Linked DNA regions of Mus musculus: regions 2 and 3 are each linked to region 1. A link is a contact called in public HiChIP or PLAC-seq data. All regions are on one chromosome and are shown on one strand. Each heading gives the region's core, a stretch centred on a gene start, on an enhancer-like site or on the middle of the called end of the contact. The rest is flanking DNA. Distances are from core to core; before and after follow the strand shown. Region 1 has its middle 14 kb from the start of 1700040P09Rik. Region 2 overlaps P2rx4 (purinergic receptor P2X, ligand-gated ion channel 4). Region 3 holds the start of P2rx4 (purinergic receptor P2X, ligand-gated ion channel 4).

Region 1 (4,135 bases), core at 452-2,951:
GAGACAGAAAGACCAGGTGTTCAAGGTCAACCTGGGCTCCATAGTGAGTTTGAGGCCAGCCTAGGCTACAGGAGACTCTGTCTCAAAAACATAAATTAAAAACAAAACAGCAACAGAACAAAGAGAGAATTCACGCGGTGTGCTCTGTGCGGTCTGGGCTTCGGTGAGCGTTGTGGCTACATGCCCATCATCTCAGGGCCTGGAGGCCATCCCCAGACAAGAAAAAGCAGCAGCTCCCCTCAGACCCACCCAGCAAGAAGGCCGTGGGCCAGGACCTCAGCGGCTCACAATGCCCAAGCCTTCTTTCCCTTGCTCTGTCTCTGGCTAACCAGTGCCAGGCCTGCCTACTCCTGCCAAACTCTGTGGTCTCCAACTTATTTGAATTCTCAAAGAGCAGCCCAGTAGATACTTGGAGCCGCTGGAGGAGAGACGGATCCAAGCCTGCCTGGATGGCAGTACTACACTGTCAGTCAGCTTAGGTTCTAAGGTGGCCTGGAGAGCCGCGTTCCCACAGAGAGCGGCTTCTGTAGGCAGGCCAGGGAGCTAGCTGGCTTTGGTTAAAGACTCTTTCCTCTCATATATACTCGCATCTAAATGTGTCACAAGCAAGCGTGGCTCCCCAACAGGTTCCGACATGATGGCTTTCCTGTTCTAAGGTGATGGGACACCATCGCTTCCACTAGGATGGCACTGGGTCCCACTTGGGAAATAAGATCTGGAATGGGCACAGAAACGGCGGGTACCTGCCTGGTGTGGCAATGCCAGGACGAACTGTGGTATGTGGCACAGGAGCCAGGCAGGATGGGAGAGGCGGCTCCGAGTACAGTGACCTTTGTCCTGTTTGTTCTTGGAGAGGGCAGGCCCGGCTAGCACGGCCCTCTTCTCCCAGTGTCTGCCCGAGGCTCTTGGCTGCTCGAATGTTCTTTGGGCTTGAGGCAGCAGCCTAACTTTGGTGGGTGATAAGCAGGGAACCTTCCAGGCAGTTAGGACACTGTGGAGCCTCTGGGGTGACCCAGCAGGCACCGGACTAGGTGTTGTGTGTGCTCCTGCCCCCTCCCCTTCACCCCTCCCTCTGGTTCTTTGCCAGCTGAAGGCTTATCATTAACTAGACATCTAGGCAACCCCTGCCAATTTGGACACTTTGTCACTGGGAGGAGAGAGGGCTAAAGACCCTGTATCTGCTCCACACACCATTCTGTCTCTTCTCAGCTTTGTCCTCTTTTAGCCTTGCTCCCTGCCAAGGCTGCCTGGGTCTCTGGCTCCTGCAGTTGGACATAGACATAGTGATGATGCCTGTGTGATGGAGAGGCAGGGTACTCTGGCCCTTTCCCTGCCGAGCTTTCTGACTGAGCCTGTTTCACCCCGCCCCCTTCTTTTATTTTATTTTATTTTATTTTACTTATTCACTTTACATCCCACTCACTGCCCCTCTCCCGGTCACCCCTCCCACAATCTCCCAGAGCCCCACCCCCCTACCCACGGTCTTCTCCTCTGAGTGGGTGGGGCCCTCTTCTTTCTTAATTCTGAATGAAGCCATCAGGGCTTCAGACATCCCAAGCCAGGCAAAGCATTCCTCTTGGGACGAGTCTGAAGGCTTCTCTTCTCTTTCCTGTCCAAAGTTAGGCCTGGGTGACCACCCCTTTCGCATCACGGAGGGCACTGCCTCTGCCCGCTCTGCCCTGGCTGGCAAGAGAGCTCTAGAGGGTAAAGAGTATCTTTCCCTTTCACAAATAATCGAATCCAGCCGTGTGCTGGAGGACTCGGGTGTATTAATAGCAGATGTTTTGTTTTCCTACTCTGGAGCTTGTCCCTGCGTTCGCATAGACGATAAGAGTCCACACAGTGTTCTCTGCCAGGCACCCTTCTGCCCTCCCCCAGGAGGGGCAAGTTGGGGGCGCTTGTTCCTCTGTTTAAAGCCATTGCTGATTTACAAACTCTGAAAAAATAGACTTAAAAGTTTATGTTCGGTCTCTCTTGGCTACTGTTGCTGCTCAGCAAAGAAACCCTATATTGTTTAAAGCCTCCAGGCAAAAGGGTTGCAAGGCAACCTTCAAACAATAGAAAATACCCTAAACTAAAAATAAAAGCACCAAGACCTGGGAAGTGTGGTAGTGCTTCGGTGAAGTCGCCCTGCGGGAAAGGCAAAGGGGAAGGCTGTCACACCAACATGTGGGCCACTGGTACCCTTCTTGTCTGTGTCTCCTATAGTTCAAGCATACTGGGTCCCCCTTCTTCCTATGCCTGGACTCTCTGTCTTTCCAGTGTCCACAGCCCCCAAACTCAAGAGGCTCCTCTCTCTGTTCTAGGGAAACTTCCTAAGACTAACAATCGCTGACCCTGCCCTTTGTCTCTTGCAATGAAATAATCTCCCATCTCTAAGAAGTCCCTTGGAGGCCTAGGAAGGAAGCTGAGCTCAGGGTAGCATACCCCGGATTTTGGGAGTGCGCCCTGGGAGGGTCACTACTTTGAGGCTGGCCTGGAGTTGTTACACGGTGAGATCCATACAGACTAAAACAAGACAAAACACACAGTTCATAAAGGAAAAGTCCAAGGAAGAAAGGCAGGACTGAGGACAGGAGCTAGGACAGGCTGGGGCCAGAGCCCATTATGATTCATTACATGGTGGGAGGCTCTAAACTAGGGAAAGATCCTTGTACTTTGAGGAAGGGGCCTCAAGCCAAGAAGTGCTAGGCTCCTGAAGCTGGAAAAGCAAGATGGATGCCCTTCAGAGGCCCTAGTGGGGACTTGACCAGTCGGACACCCTGACCTCTGGATTTCTGGCCTTAGAAATTTAAGGCTACAGTCCTGTTTTAAGCCATCAAGTTGGATGTTTGTATAGCAACATCAGGAGACAAATACAACGTTGAAAGCAGAACCTGAGGCTCTCTGGTGAAGACAAGAAACCTGCAATTCACTCTTCAGCATGTGACACAGAGGGCAGACCCATGGGGACAAAGCTGTAAGATCACGGTTTCCCTTAAAGAGTCACAGGGTCATAAAAAGGCTATGCCCTCTCTTCTCTCTCCCTCCACTCACTACTTTCCTCTCCCCTGCCAGCAGGGCAGGCTGGGCAATAGAGTGTCCACCTGTCTGCCTTCAGCAGCTGGGATGTTGTATTTTATCCTGTAACTTGTGACCCATCCAACTAGTGACCCAGAAACAGACCAGACTGGAAAGGGAAACCAGAAGTTAGCAAAACAAGCCACCTAGTCAGCCCCACCTCCACTCCAGGCTGCTAGCCAGCACTTGCTGCAGACTCTCCAAGCAGGGAGACTTGCAGGCCCTCTCCTTTGTAAGCAGGCTCGCCTTTTCCCAGTCTGTTCCCTGAGTGAATGCCTCCTAAGGACTTGCATAAGAGAGCCCGTAAAAGCCTCCCACCTTAAAGCAAGAGGAAAACACTGGATTTTTGGAGGCCCCCTTGTCTCCTGGATGCACACACACACTCAAAGACCGGAATTTACTCTGTTCTCCCTACAATGCCAGGAGATAAGAACCATCGGTCCTGTGTTAGAAGTCAGAGCCCTGAATTATGGTGAGGATGAGTAACATGGTCAAAGTCACATGGCAAACTAGACTGAACCAAAGCAGGAGGCAGCTCTCCCGGCTCCAGAGGACCGGGGAGCACTCCAGCGGACCGGGGAGCACTCAGGCTTAGTCTTTGGTTGTGCAGGTCAGTAGGGCGTGGCCTCTGGGTAGGTGGTCCCGGCAGAATTATAAACCATTAAACCTGTCATTACAAGTCATTACTGATGTCTCAGGAGAAAGATTTTTTTGCAGGCTAAGGAGCTCTATAGAGCTCTCTCTCTCTGTCTCTCTCTCTCTGTCTCTCTCTCTCTGTGTATGTGTGTGAGTCTGTGTTTGGCAGGTAGCCAGGGGAGGAGGTATGTTGCTAGTCAACCATGGGGTCAAGGCAGGTGTGCTCTATACGTGCACATAAACGCACAGAGAGCGTCCCACCAGCATCAACATGACTCCCTCTCTAGCTTCTCTTTCAGCATCTGCTGCTTGTCCTCCTCCACTACTCTTCTGAGAGATCCTGGAGTCTAACTTCAGGAGCAATGCTAATCGACTCCACAAAGTCAATGCCAAGGACTGAGCTGGCCAAGGCTGAATAGCTGTGAGTCTCTGCGACCAG
Region 2 (4,135 bases), core at 1,182-3,681, 200 kb after region 1:
CAGGCCCTCTCTTAGCATCAGAAAGTGTCTGGCTGGACTTCCCTCATCAGGTGGCCCGCTGTGGCTTTGCTGCTGATGAGGGGCTGAGATTACTGAATCTATTTATAACTTCAAAAGTCTCGTCTGTCTCAGAAGAGGCCTCCTCCACAGAGGGGTCAGACCTACATCTTATTTTCTTTTCTTTTTTTTAAGATTTATTGATATACATAGGTACACTGTAGGTGTCTTCAGACACACCAGAAGAGGGCATCAGATCTCATTACGAATGGTTGTGAGCCACCATGCAGTTGTTGGGATTTGAACTCAGAACCTTTGGAAAAGCAGTCAGTGCTCTTAACTGCTGAGCCATCTCTCCAGACCCACATTTCTGAATTCTTACAGAAAAAAAAAATTCACCCAAGAAACGAGTCCCCTTGGGGACAGACTCACCTTGTATTGTCAGCCGCAGGCTGGTGTGGCACCTCTTAGAGCTTTCTGGCAGTATAGTTTCCTTTACAGCAAGGTCAGAATGTCCCTGCTGGCGAACTCCTCTGTGTTTTGACTTATAAAACCAGATCCAAGGAGCATCCATAACCCATGAACGCCTTAAAGGCAAACTGGAGGCCAGCAGATGCTAGGCAATCATGGTGGCCACAGCCAGCATCCCTTTCATTGAATGCTTTGGGCAGGAAGTTCTGCCTCTTCAGAGGAAGGATCCGGAAGGCCTGGTGACCCTAGTGTGACACAAAAGAGGATAGAAAATGCCAGATGTTCCCATTCTCCTTGCGAGAGTGGCGCTGTAAACTGTCGGAAAGGTGGCACCGACCGCAATGCGCATGTGTGTAATAACCTGTACAATTCCTTTTCCAGGCCAGCTTTTTTAAAGGCTGCAGAAAACTTCACCCTCTTGGTAAAGAACAACATCTGGTACCCCAAGTTTAATTTCAGCAAGTAAGTGGGGGCCGGGCAATAGGCATTCACGCGCCTCTTAAAAAGAACTTCTGGGGGCTGAGAGATGGCTCAACGGTTAAGAGCACTGACTGCTCTTCCGAAGGTCCTGAGTTCAAATCCCAGCAACCACATGGTGGCTCATAACCATCCATAACGAGATCTGGTGCCCACTTCTGGTGTCTGAAGACAGCTACAGTGTACTTACATATAATAAATAAATAAAATTAAAAAAAAAAAAAAGATTTATAAAAAAGAACTTCTGGCTCTCCCCGAAGCTGCCCTTGCTCAGACTCTCTGCTTCCTCCCCTACTTCAGGAGGAATATCCTCCCCAACATTACCACCTCCTACCTCAAGTCGTGCATTTATAATGCGCGGACGGATCCCTTCTGCCCCATATTCCGTCTTGGCCAAATCGTGGCGGATGCGGGCCACAGCTTTCAGGAGATGGCAGTGGAGGTAGGTGCCAGCATGGTTTTCCTCGCATCTTACCTGCCCCAGGATCCCGGCCCCAGCGTGAGCTTGAGTTCCGAAAGCCTCCCCTGCTTTCCCCACAGGGAGGCATCATGGGTATCCAGATCAAGTGGGACTGCAACCTTGACAGAGCTGCCTCCCACTGCCTGCCCAGATATTCCTTCCGGCGCCTCGACACTCGGGACTTAGAACACAACGTGTCTCCTGGCTACAATTTCAGGTACCGCTCACGCGTTGGGAGGATGCGTACATGTGGTTCAAGCCCAGGGCACATCCTGAGACCTGTCTCACTAAAATATAAGAGGCTGCACTGAGCCGGGCGGTGGTGGCACACGCCTTTAATCCCAGCACTTGGGAGGCAGAAGCAGGCGGATTTCTAGGTTCGAGGCCAGCCTGGTCTACAAAGTGAGTTCCGGGGCAACCAGGGCTATACAGAGAAGCCCTGTCTCGAAAAGAAAAAAAAAAAAAAAAAAAAAAAAAAAAGAGGCTGCACTGAAACTAGCCAGCTGAAGATGCTGCTGTATCTGTTTCCCCGGGCTCTAGTAACAGATGACACCGAACAGCTCGAAACAACAGAATTTTATTCTTCGATAGTTCTGAAACCAGAAGTCTGTAGGATTATGTTGCTGTGAACTCTGCGGTCTGATGCCGTAAACTCCTGAACCCCCACCATCACCCCAAGTGCTGGGATTAGAGGTGTGCACCCGCCACACCCACCTTCTCTCTTCTATTTATGGACGGCTAGGAACTTGCTGTGTAGACCGGGTTGGTTCGATCTTCTCTTCAAGAACATTAGATTTAGGGTTAACCTTAATCTGGCATGACCTCTCTTTAACTAATTACATCTGCAAAATAAGATCACCTTTGCAGGTGGAGATGAATTTGAGAAGGGACACTATTAAATCCAGGACACCTGGGAATGTGAGCGAGGCCTGGGAACACCATTGCCATTTTTCAAAAGCAGCCAAATCCTGTGTACAGTTAACGAGCATTTATTTGCTAGGTCAGTTTTCAAAGTTGCCCTTGACTCCCTCTAGTGGTAGCTTGTGGTATCAAATTTGCGTGGGGTAGTAAGAAGGCTTTCTTGAGACTAGGGCAGCTATTCGAACTCCCCCCAACCCCCACACCAGGGTGGGGTCAGATTTGTATGGTTCTGTCTCTGTCTCAGGGTTCTTAGGGGCCACGGTGGAGACCTAAAGCTTGGAATCCTAGAACTGAGAAGTTGACGGATCTCACACACACCCAGACCGTAGCCAGCACCAGTCTCACCTGAGGGTCCCAAGCCTGGACCAATAGCATAGAAGCTGTGGCACAGATAAATCCCAGACTTGAGATTCTGATAGAAAGCTAACTAAGGCTGGGGCCGGGCAGAGCGGTGATAGGGGCAAGGTTTCTTCGGAGAATCTCCATATTGCATATTTAGGAACTAATTGACCTTTTAGTTTCCCGGGACAGCTGGGATTACAGACTTCCCTGGTTTGCATTCTGTAGCCTGGAGGGTGAGCTGAGTTGGTGTCTTATCTCAATTGTGTATCTCAATCCAGCCAATGAGACTAAAATGGCAGGTGGTAGCCAGGGGGGGAGCCCAGAGGCGTGGTGTATCCCACCTGGAGCCAAGCTCCAGCCGGGCTGTGAGCCCCGGGGCTGGCTCAGTCCCCATCCTTCCATGCAGTCTTGTAGATCCCCACTGGCTGACAAGTTCTGTTAGTGCACAGGGTCCCCTGGAGAGAGGCAGGGGATGATGATATGACCCAGCTGTATCATCAGGAAGGCCGTTCAGAGCAAAAGGGCTCCCATCCTGGGGTAGGATGCTGGTGGCAGAGGAGTCCCTCTGCTCCTCCGGGAGGGGTCCTGGCTCCTCCTGCTACATTGCCTCACATTAACTAGGAGGCTGACCTGGGGGGGGGAGGGTGCTTGGTGTCTGCGAAGCCACTGGAGCAACTCGTTAACCAAGACAAGTTGTGCTCAGGGACTTGGGTCCTGCGCTAACAGTCCCTGCCTGGGACCCCAAGATCTGCACTTATTCTCCACCCTACCCTCTTTTCCTCCAGGTTTGCCAAGTACTACAGGGACCTTGCTGGCAATGAGCAACGCACACTCACCAAGGCATATGGCATCCGCTTTGACATCATCGTGTTTGGAAAGGTAGGCCCTCCTCTGAACCCTGCTTGGAGAGAGAAAGCCTCCCACTGTCCTATTTTCTGTCATCACCCCCATTAGAACACTTTGGTTCTCCTCCTGTCTTCCGCCAGGCTGGCAAGTTTGACATCATCCCAACCATGATCAATGTTGGCTCTGGCTTGGCGCTCCTAGGGGTGGTGAGTGTTTTAGAGCGGTTTCCTTGTCTGGACCTTTCTTACTCGTCAGCAGCTTAGTGAGCAAGCGCTGGCCTTCCCCTAAACCTCAGACTTGACTCTAGACTGGATGCCGTTTGGGGTGAGGAGAAAGATTCCCTAGAAATCCCACCTCTGAGACCAAGCCGGTTGGTCTCAGTCCAGTCTGATGCAGAGAAACGGAGATGCCATTCCTCCTTGGTAGGTTAGATCTCAGAGGAAGGGGGTCTTATAAAGCATCCTGGTTTATTCTGTGCTAAATCAGGCGACCGTGCTGTGTGACGTCATAGTCCTCTACTGTATGAAGAAGAGATACTACTACCGGGACAAGAAATATAAGTATGTGGAAGACTACGAGCAGGTAAGCACCTGTACCCAGCGCAGGCACGAAGTGTGAGCG
Region 3 (4,135 bases), core at 710-3,209, 180 kb after region 1:
TCCTCTTGCACATATGCATGACACACGTCACATGCACACAAGTACCCATAATTAAAAATAAATCCTTTAAAGATGAATACATTTAAAAAAAATCAAGCCAGGCATGGTGGCGCACGCCTTTGATCCCAGCACTCTGGAGGCAGAGGCAGGCGGATTTCTGAGTTCGAGGCCAGCCTGGTCTACAGAGTGAGTTCCAGGACAGCCAGGGCTACACAGAGAAACCCTGTCTTGGGAAAAAAAAATCAAATAGGTATTACAAAATAAGAAGCAGTCAGGGCTGGAGATGTCACGCCAGAGCCTTTGTCCTGCGTGTGAGAAACTCAGGATGATGACCCAGTAAGACATAGAGAGTAGTGGTCAAGAAGAATTAAGGAAATATCACATGGCTTATATTTATTCTTTTGTCTCAGAATTTTCTCAAACAATGTACTAGGAGGGGGGCACGCACACGCTGGAGGACAATCGTGGGAGTTTGTTCTCTTTTTTTCCACCACTTATGTTCTAGGGATTAAACTCAGGTTGTCAAATTTGGCAGCATCTATCCTACTCACTGACTATAGACGGAAACAAGGTCTCACTCTATAGTTAGAACTAGGTATATAAACCAGGCTGGCTTTGAACTTGTGCCAATCCTCCCAGCTCTGCTTTCGGACTGCTGGGATAACAGGCATGTGCCACCACACCAGGCTGGCATGTTTTCCCACTAGGCCTTAGATTAAAACTCAAAATCATTCAAATCCCGTGATGAGTCGCTGGTAACAGGGCACTATGACTTGTGTATGAAGAGTTCTTCCCAAACCTTCATGTGTTGAAGGCTTCTTCCCTACGTGGGAGATAATGCTGAGAGGGGACTGGATGCTGAGAGACCTTAACATTGGGAGCTATGACATAACGGCAAATCTTATCTTAGCATTGGGAGGCGGTACAAAGGAGGTGAAGCCAGCTGGAATAACTAATTCCCTGGGACCTGGTGGTGGAAAGACACACCTTGTCCCCATGCCTTTCTGTAAGGTCCACCATGCTCTCTCAGATCCATGGAGCCAAGTGACCAGAAGCTGAAGCTAACTCAGATGAAATAAAAGATGCATGGAGCAGAAAATGAAAAGAACCGCGAGGAGTCTGATTAGAACCTCAAGCCTTGTGTATATTACCTGCTATATTTATACTGCACAGGGCTGAGATGCTCTCACTATGCTTGCTGGACAGTACCTGGTATAAGGGTACTTGGATGTATCTGTTACACTTAATATAAAACGCCTATTAAAAAAACTTCGGAAGGGAATGGATATATGTGACCTTAACAATGGTGTCTCCCCACGGGCTTGAATTTTTCCAATTCTCCCTAAGCTTGCGGTAAGCCATTCTCAATAGCAAGATGGCTACAGGGACCCCCCCCCACCCCCCAGGTGCTGGCTGTTGCCTCCTCTCAGGTGCAACTACGACAGTTATCTGACTAGGGGTAGGGACATGGATCGGCTTCAGGCCTAAGAGGGGTATATGGTGGCATTTGTGGCTGACTTCTGCAGACATCCTAGTACACCAGGTACTTATTCACCCACCCTATAGTTTCATAAAGCAGCACAGCGGGGCTCCCTCCACTACATCCAGATCAAGTTTGCCTCCTTCAGTCAGGGGACTGACTCTTCAGCACTCGGGTCCTCTAGGAATGTAACTCCTATCCAAGTTCCCCTGGCGCACGGCTCGTTATCCTATATCTGAACCGCAGAGCTGTCCTTTGCAACAGAACTCAACTGTCTGCCTTTCAATCCTAGGCCTGAGGGCGTCATTATCCTTGTCCCTCCGGGAGCTGACCTTGCTCCCTGCTCCAGAGGTAATTCGTCCCTTAGTGCTATACCACTCTTGCTTTTTAGATCGTCCCTTTGAGAGGGTCACGAGTTGGGGCGTCACCCTGGGGTGGCAGAGGGGGAGGAGACGCGCTCCTCAGGTCGCGCGCCGCCTATTTCCGGGCCGAGCTGCTGGGCGGGGCTGCTGCCCGGACCCGGTGGTGGTGGTGGCAGCGACAAGGCGACCCGCGGTGGCCACGACGCGGAGCAGCGGGCGGCGGAGCCATGGCAGGCTGCTGCTCCGTGCTCCGGGCTTTCCTGTTCGAGTACGACACGCCGCGCATCGTGCTCATCCGCAGCCGTAAAGTGGGGCTCATGAACCGCGTGGTGCAGCTGCTCATCCTGGCTTACGTCATTGGGTGAGCGGGCCTGGGGAGGGGCCGCGGCTGGGGGCAACCCAGACTGTCGGGACCTGGCAGCGCCCCCTTGCTCGCTCTCTGGGTCTGGGGCAATAGCTGAGCCGGCCAAGCCCCTCCTCCCCGAGTTCAAGGGGCGGCGACACGCCCTCGCCGGGCTCTAGCCAAGCCACCTGGAACCAGCTTGAACAGGACACTGGGGACTACTGGACGTCCTGGGAGCTAAGCCTCGTCTTAGCTAGACTGTCACCCCATCTTTCTCGCATCCTTCCCTCCCGACTTGCTTCATGCTGCGCCTTGGCTTGGTGGAGGGGCAGGGCAGGGAAGGCTTAACTCTGTGCGTCACGGACTTCTCTTCGGTTCCTTTTCAAACTCGGACAGAAACCAAGGCTTGTGGTTTTCATTCGGTACTTTCTGGGTCTGTGGTTTCTGTTACCTTAAGAAGCTTCTGATAACCCAGTACCCTTGAGATGTCACACTTCCCAAAAGTGTCCCAAGGTCACTTCCTTTGTTTTGTTGGATTGGTTGGGAATATGAGTACCCGCCTGATTTTGATTCTAAACTCTGCTCTTCATTACTGTTTATATATACCCTCCCATCACTAGGCGTTATGAAACGTTTAATTTTAATTGGATGCACCTGTAAGGCTGTAATACACCCCAGGAGAGATGGTGAACCTTACCTTGCCTCCTGGGCCCAATTTCAAGGTATTCGAGTGTCAACAGCTGCTAGCGTGACAGGTGGATCTGTTTTCTTACTAAAGGGCCTAAAGCACGGGTCCCCAAACAACACATTGGAGTCACTTAGGAATCCACAAAAAACACAGATAGATTGCCAATTCACAAACTGACTCAGAGCTGTAAGACCTCTGTGCCTGACCACACTCACCTGAGAAAGCTTTGTGTGGCCTTAGGTATATGAAATAGGTACACAGGTGGCTGGAGAGATGGCCCAGAGAGATGGTTAAGAATGCCTAAGATACAGCCTTTAATCCTAGCACTGGTGAGAGACAGGTAGGCAGATATCTATGAGTTCAAAGCCAGCCTGGTCTACATAGTTTCAGGACAACCAGAATTATTACAGTGTCCCAACTAAATAATAAATCAACAGGTCTCCTGCTTTGGTGTTAGGTCTGGAATCTGTTCAGACCGCCTAAGGGCATTCAAAAGAATGCAGAGGAGTTTCCGCTCACAAGGTTGTAGCTTCCACCATATGGAAGCGGTAGACACTAGATAAGACTCGCTGAAGCTGGAGGAGGCAGTAATCAGTATGTCTGCAATCCCAGTATTCATGGGGCTGAGGCAGAAGAATGCTCGCCTGAGCTATGTGAGCCCCTGTCTCCAAAAAACGTCCTCTTTAGCATGAGGCCTTGGAGTCATTCAGTCACCAGTACCTGAAAAACCCCTGGCCAGTATCTATTTTTTTTTTAAGATTTTTTTTTATTTTTATGTATATGAATACACTGTAGCTGTTCAGATGGTTGTGAGCCTTCATGTGGTTGTGGAGAATTGTATATAGGACCTCTGCTCGCTCCGGTCAACCCACTCCCTCAGTCTCTGACTGCTCCAGCCCAAAGATTTATTTATTATTTTTATTAAGTACCTGTAGCTGTCTTCAGACACACCAGAAGAGGGCGTCAGATCTCATTACAGGGGGTTGTGAGCCACCATGTGGTTGCTGGGATTTGAACTCAGTACCTTCGGAAGAGCAGTCAGTGCTCTTAATCGCTGAGCCATCTCTCCAGCCTGAGAGGCCAGTATCTAAATGCAGATTAGATTAAGTCTCTGGAGTGAATAATTCCAGTGCTCGGGATGGGCTCTCCAGTACTGAGCCCTGCTGCTAGCTCACTAAATAACTTGGATTGGAGTATCTGGAATCAGGGGCTCACCAGTAGCTTTGAGCTCTCGGCTTTTGTTTTCCTGGGATAATCTGTTC

Evidence for each region. HiChIP or PLAC-seq counts read pairs in DNA pulled down with a chosen protein or histone mark.
Region 2: a contact with region 1 is called in an H3K27ac HiChIP or PLAC-seq map of heart atrium, with 2.6 times the contacts expected there. The contact joins two enhancer-like sites. A contact is called at or near these places in 1 of 39 promoter capture datasets (embryonic stem cells), 3 of 484 Hi-C or Micro-C datasets (bone marrow-derived macrophages, cerebral cortex and embryonic stem cells), 10 of 115 datasets of contacts at active chromatin or transcription factors (T-cell acute lymphoblastic leukemia, cardiomyocytes, embryonic stem cells and 6 more) and 3 of 9 other capture datasets (adipose tissue, embryonic stem cells and liver).
Region 3: an H3K27ac HiChIP or PLAC-seq map of heart atrium shows a contact between it and region 1, with 7 read pairs. The contact joins the promoter of P2rx4 here to the enhancer-like site in region 1. A contact is called at or near these places in 3 of 39 promoter capture datasets (the HPC-7 cell line and embryonic stem cells), 1 of 484 Hi-C or Micro-C datasets (cardiomyocytes), 12 of 115 datasets of contacts at active chromatin or transcription factors (T-cell acute lymphoblastic leukemia, astrocytes, bone marrow-derived dendritic cells and 7 more) and 3 of 9 other capture datasets (adipose tissue, embryonic stem cells and pancreatic islet).

Annotation. Positions count from the first base shown.
Region 1 is chr5:122,526,245-122,530,379 of GRCm38.p6, forward strand. No RefSeq gene overlaps it. Among named protein-coding and RNA genes, the nearest start is that of 1700040P09Rik, 14 kb to the left of the region's middle. Within about 2 kb of position 1,702, at least 104 of the 459 cell types and tissues checked have an H3K27ac peak or open chromatin away from gene starts, as enhancers often do. A contact at or near this core is called in adipose tissue, astrocytes, cardiomyocytes and 3 more, where this site is marked.
Region 2 is chr5:122,723,745-122,727,879 of GRCm38.p6, forward strand. P2rx4 (purinergic receptor P2X, ligand-gated ion channel 4) reads left to right here. Exons shown (of 12, transcript NM_011026.3): 6 at 850-930; 7 at 1,246-1,387; 8 at 1,486-1,622; 9 at 3,454-3,547; 10 at 3,655-3,720; 11 at 4,001-4,096. It also overlaps a transcript of Camkk2 not described here. Among named protein-coding and RNA genes, the nearest start is that of P2rx4, 18 kb to the left of the region's middle. Within about 2 kb of position 2,432, at least 15 of the 459 cell types and tissues checked have an H3K27ac peak or open chromatin away from gene starts, as enhancers often do. A contact at or near this core is called in heart atrium, where this site is marked.
Region 3 is chr5:122,705,585-122,709,719 of GRCm38.p6, forward strand. It overlaps P2rx4 (purinergic receptor P2X, ligand-gated ion channel 4), which reads left to right and starts at 1,960. Exons shown (of 12, transcript NM_011026.3): 1 at 1,960-2,203. The coding sequence starts at 2,070.